2 separate regions of the Bombyx mori genome follow, and region 2 is linked to region 1. Evidence: chromatin contacts called from public Hi-C data. All regions are on one chromosome and are shown on one strand. Each heading gives the region's core, a stretch centred on a gene start, on an enhancer-like site or on the middle of the called end of the contact. The rest is flanking DNA. Distances are from core to core; before and after follow the strand shown. Region 1 overlaps LOC101737035. Region 2 holds the start of LOC101737035.

Region 1 (2,872 bases), core at 130-2,629:
GCGACGCATACAAATTATTAACCGAAGATGTAAAAGGTACAAAAAATATTAAGGATAAAGCTTAGGATAGATAGTTCGATTTAAAAATATGACAAATCTCTAAATAATTAATGAATTTCGTAATATAAACAGAGAAAAAATACAATTTTCGAATTTAAAATCTCAATGTACTTATTTAATTTCACTCGAGTGTTTTATTATTAAATTTAACGGCCATTTTACCCTATTTCGCAAACTATTAATAAGTTGTTAGACTAAATTCACGTTAGAATTCATTACTATAACAAATATGCGCATGTAACAAAATAAACAAGACTCACTCTGTTTTATATTAGTGCTAAAAACAGTTGAGTCAATAGTTTCCGTGGACCATATGCGGATGTTTTGAAATTTGCCTGTTTAAGTATGAAACTGGGTCGAAGAACTAGGTTGCCTGAGTTTGGTCTATTTTATGTTTACTGTGTTCGAATTAGAATAGGCTAGAACAAGAATTGGGGTTTAGAATTCTCTCAATAATTTATGAAATGTGGTTGCTTTGAAGAGAACCCGCACACCACATTTGTGGAGGATATTTGAAGATCGGTATGTATCGAAGATAAGAATAGTCCAAAGATATCATTATGTGGTATCCTCGTGAAAGAAAAAGAAATAAGGGACGACCGGACGACAAATGAAAAGTTGGGAAGACGAGGTTAAGAAAAAATAAGAAAAGTATAGCAAAATCTAGGGGAGACCTTTGCCAAAGGACAATACAATAAACAGAAATAAATTATTTTTGTTTTTGAATGAGGTTAATTAATTAATAACAATAGAAAACGACATTTAAAATTAAAAAAACTAATGCCGTATTACATTCGATTCCTGTGACAATTTGAGAGGAAACAAAGTCGATATATTGTTTTTTTTTAACTTTTCCAAAAATAAAGCAACAAAATTCTAAGCAAATAAAGTTAAATAAGACGAGCGCGAAGTGCGGTTCAAAAAGTGTTCCGTTTTTTTTGTCTCTTAGACTATTTTGGTTTGTACGATTGGCTTGAGGCACAAAAGGCGGTTTGCTCACTATCGTCTATTTGTGTGCCTTTAAAATTTTTGAGAAAAACGAAGAGGATAACGTATAATGATCCACGAAAAAAATATCGACGAATACAGTTTAAGCTACTTGTAGTATTGTAAGCCCCTGTCCTGGTGAAACTTCAGAGGCCTCCGGGCCACTAGTAATCCTTCAATCATAATAAAAAAATTGTAAGCCCGCACAAAGGTTCATAATTACTTTGCCTATTTCTGCCGCGTGGTGGGTTTCGGCTTGAAAGATACAGCTGCTATACTATAAAATTAAGACTTAGTTAATGTGTTTGGCGGTGTGTATGGCGGCATTTATATTGTGATATCCATGGGTTTGGTAATCACGTTACATCGGGTGGGTTATGACAACAATCACCAGTTTAGCCAAAACAATTATTGCACAATAAGTTTTTTTTTTTTTACAAAAATTAATGATGTAAACTTTAAACTAGCACGATAAAAATATGCTTCCTGGATATTTTTAAGCATGCACATTTATGAATAAATGAAAATTTGGTTTAAGATGTAATGGACAATATTTTTAAGTACCGGAATACCTACACCTCGTATTCAAGTTTAATTTGAGCATCTACTCTTATTTTACTTTAAAAGATAATAATAATAATAATAGTAATAAAGCTTTCTTTATTCCACACAGAAATACTTAATTACAAACAATTTGAAGATACATTAATGGCTTTTTTTTCATTAAACAGTTAAAAAGTAAATATTAAATATATTTTTTTAAAAAACTTTAAATGATAGGTCATGCTTAATAAGTTTGATTAGAAACGTGTCCAAACAAAGGTAGATCACATTTCGTATACGGCTCAACTTGAATAAACAAACAAAGTAACGCAGATATAAATATGACACGTTTTTTCGCATGTTCAAGACAAAGACATTCCGTATAATAAATAATCTTTAAAGATGTTTTTTTGTTCAACAAGATTGACACGTTGTAAACAGTTGTGTGTGTGCGCTCTCGCCTTCCTCGGTGCAACGTAGATAAGGCATAAATGGACTCGTAACGTTATCAGCACGTGTCATTAAAAATAGCCTTGATAAAAATATCTCTTAAAACGCTGTCATCATTACATAGTATGAAACAAAGTCGCTTTCTCTGTCCCTGTATCTGTCCCTATGTATGCTTAAATCTTTAAAACTACGCAATGGATTTTGATGCGGTTTTTTTAATAAGATAGAGTGATTGAAGAGGAAGGTTTATATGTATAATAGCATCCATTAAATAGTGGATAAATCAATAATATATTAAACGAAGCGAGGGCGGGTCGCTAGTAATACATAAGTTGAAGGTCGCGGGATTTAGCTCGATGTAGGAAAAGCAGGACTGGTCGGCATTCTTCGTTCGAAGAAGAGTTCGATTAGTGAACTAATCCATAGACACAGCCCATTGAGTTTCTCGCCGGAACTTCTCAGTGGGTCGCAATTCTGAAGTGGTAGTAAATTCGGCGAAGCACTGCTCTTGCTAGGGCTAGTGTTAGCAAATTCTCTCAGGTTGAACCCGTGAGCTCACCTACCCCTCCGGAATTCCTGGAATAGTCCTCTATGCTACCAACGAATAGGCAGGGAACTGTCACTGTGGCGGTGGCGGAGGTAATGAGCATTACGACATAATATTGATAGCATAAACAATAATAATAAAACAATGTGCAGTAACAATTCTTCTTCTTACAATTTCCAGTCTGAATACTAAATATTCTGAAAATCTATATATCTGAGTGCTTTCTGTTTTATTTTGTAATTCTATAATAACCTAAAATCGTACAGAAAATATTTGTATTATGGT
Region 2 (2,872 bases), core at 170-2,669, 44 kb after region 1:
CGCGATTAGAATTTATTATAGATATTTCAATTACCGTTTGTATTTTCTTATGTACTTTATGTATTATTATTATTACTATTACTTACTATTAGCTTAATTATGTAGCACTAAAATTGAAAACATAAACGGCGAATAAATTACAAAAAAATATTTAAATAGATAATCTATTATTTACGACGTAAATCTTCAGCTTGGGAAAAAAAATATGCAAATGCATGATGGTAGCGTAGGTGTCGATTAAAACTTTAGTGATGAGTGCAAAAACAAATTCCTTATAAATTCATAAAAAGTTTATTTCATTTTTTATTGGCGTAAATCGCAGACGTGTACGTAATTATACGTACACGTCACGTACGTATTTATATGTACGTAATGGACTATATTCAAACGCTTCAGAATATTAGGCAGCGGCTTGGCTCTGTCCCTGGCATTGCTGAAGTCCATGGGCGACGGTAACCACTCACCATCAGGCGGGCCGTATGCTCGTCTGCCTACAAGGGCAATAGAAAAAAAAAAAAAAAAAAAAAAAAAAAAAAAAAAAAAAAAAAAAAAAAAAAAAAAAAAAAAAAAATTATACCACTCCAAACTTTGAGGCACAGTTCCGAAGTCTTTGAGGCTCAGAATAACGATTGTCCACTTTCATACCTACCTTTCAATGGACCTGAACAACACGACTGTTTTAATATCACATTCATTTCGTGTTCTAATGTAAAAACTCTTTAATTATTTATTAAATTAATCTAGAAGTATAGATGATATATTTATGGGAAAGACAGAAACCTACGACTTTACGAATCGACTTAACTAATCAACTACATAAAAACAGATTTATGTATCAAGCTGTTACTAATATTATAAGTTCCACATGGCTTAATCAGCTTTTCTTAATGCGATCGGCCAAAACCTTAACAGAACGCAGCTACTAAAATGTTTATAAGAACTCTATCTATGTGACTCTAATAAGCACATAATATTATTATTAGGCAAAAGGTTATTAAACTTGAAGATAACTTAATGACGATATCACAATAAGCGCTGAACTAAGCAAAGCGATTCATTCACCTTTCAATTCCATCTATACAGCCTTTCAGTGATCGTGCTTTCACCGAACTAAATGAAAACAAACCTAAAATCACACTTACGTCAAACAAAATCCAGCGGTTTTTGTTATTCGGAGCACAGCACGTATTTTTGTTATAAAATGCAACTGTTTTTTTTTTTGTTTTTTGTTTTGTTTCGGCACTGTGTTGCGCACGTACGTACACGCGCTGCTGTGTGCGGAGGAGAACTGAGGTTCGCGGCTCCGCCCTCTCTCCACTCTTGTGAGGGAAGAGGGGCTGCTGGACATCCGTACTACGTTACGTGGCTCTAACGAGACTTACTTAGATTCTGTGTACAATGCTGCATCGATAAGCGTTGTTGAGTGAATGTTACAATGAATCACCTAGGACGATAACTTTAGACAATAATTGAAATCAATTATTCACAAAATTGTCAAATGAATTTGTATTAATTGCATCAATAGTTTTAAGTATCATGTTTATTAGGCTGTATTAAAAACCAATCAGTTTTTTCTTTTGGTCTTGACATGTATAATAATTATAATATGATAAATTAAGTACAGCTCCGTAATTTTTTAATGATTACTTAAATTTTCTTTTTTAAATGATATTCACATTTTATTCTCTTGTTTTTTTCTCTTACCTTTACGGGAATTATTTATTAAAGAATTGAAATGACTAAAATATGGATTTCTCAAATACCGTGTTGTAATTAATGAAACTTGGGCAGCGTTGGACGCGTGACATTTACAATCGGTAGTTGAAATACGCCGAGAGCACGCGGTGCGGGTCAGGTCGAAGACACACGGTTTCGGATCGGCCCGGCCAGGCTGCACTCAGATTCGCTTCTTGCATCTTGTAAAATCCTAATGTAAAATATCTTTTTTTTTGTATATATATATATCGACGCTTGAAAGGCAAACGTGACTATGCGACAATAACTGCTTTGTACATAAATGATAGGTAATAACCATATTCGATGCGCAAAAAAAATATATTTCTAGGTCTATTAAAATCATTTCCATCCTACAGTTAGATTCGTTAAAATACAATTTTTTTCAGGTATATCAACTTTAAATTAGTCTACTGTAAAGTTCACGCATTGTCGCTTAGTCACGTTTGCCTTTCAAGCGTCGATATGGTCAAATTCTGTGGTCTCCACGTAATACTGGTGGTAGGACCTCTTGTGAGTCCGCGCGGTTAGGTACCACCACCCTGCCTATTTCTGCCGTGAAGCAGTAATGCGTTTCGGTTTGCAGGGTGGGGCAGCCGCATACTGAGATCTTAGAACTTATATCTCAAGGTGGGTGGCGCATTTGCGTTGTAGATGTCCATGGGCTCCAGTAACCACTTAACACCAGGTGGGCTGTGAGCTAGTCCACCCATCTAAGTTATAAAAAAAAATTGTTATGTTTGTTTTTCTAACAGTACTTATTCGCTTTTCTTACCACTTATCACCTGCATCTAATATTTTATAATGGTAAGTACATTATATTTATACTTTGGGTATATATGCCGAATATTTCAATCTCAAATTTAGAATAGTAAAAAACCTTAAAATTATTTACATTTTCGCTACAGATTGCGTTAAAAACAACACCATTACGAATAAATACACAACTTATATTGGTTATCTTGTTTTTACTCTAGGTTTGTACGATATTATTCATGTATCGTGAAAGTCATTTTTCGTTTCGTATTAATTACCTTTTCACATAGAACAACACTATGCTATTCCCCTTCAGGATTTGAACGCCGACATTCCATTGGGACATTTACGAGCTCCAGTAATCGCATAATAACAAATGAGT

Evidence for each region. Hi-C and Micro-C count contacts between places; a contact is called where the count stands out from the background.
Region 2: a Hi-C map of midgut shows a contact between it and region 1, with 2.5 times the contacts expected there. The contact joins the promoter of LOC101737035 here to the enhancer-like site in region 1. A contact is called at or near these places in 5 of 7 Hi-C or Micro-C datasets (midgut, posterior silk gland and whole pupa).

What each region holds. Positions count from the first base shown.
Region 1 is chr22:3,767,747-3,770,618 of ASM3026992v2, forward strand. All of the region lies in intron 2 of LOC101737035, which reads right to left. Among protein-coding and RNA genes, the nearest start is that of LOC101737035, 44 kb to the right of the region's middle. Within about 2 kb of position 1,380, at least 6 of the 8 cell types and tissues checked have open chromatin away from gene starts, as enhancers often do.
Region 2 is chr22:3,811,268-3,814,139 of ASM3026992v2, forward strand. It overlaps LOC101737035, which reads right to left and starts at 1,420. Exons shown (of 3, transcript XM_004931948.4): 1 at 1,143-1,420.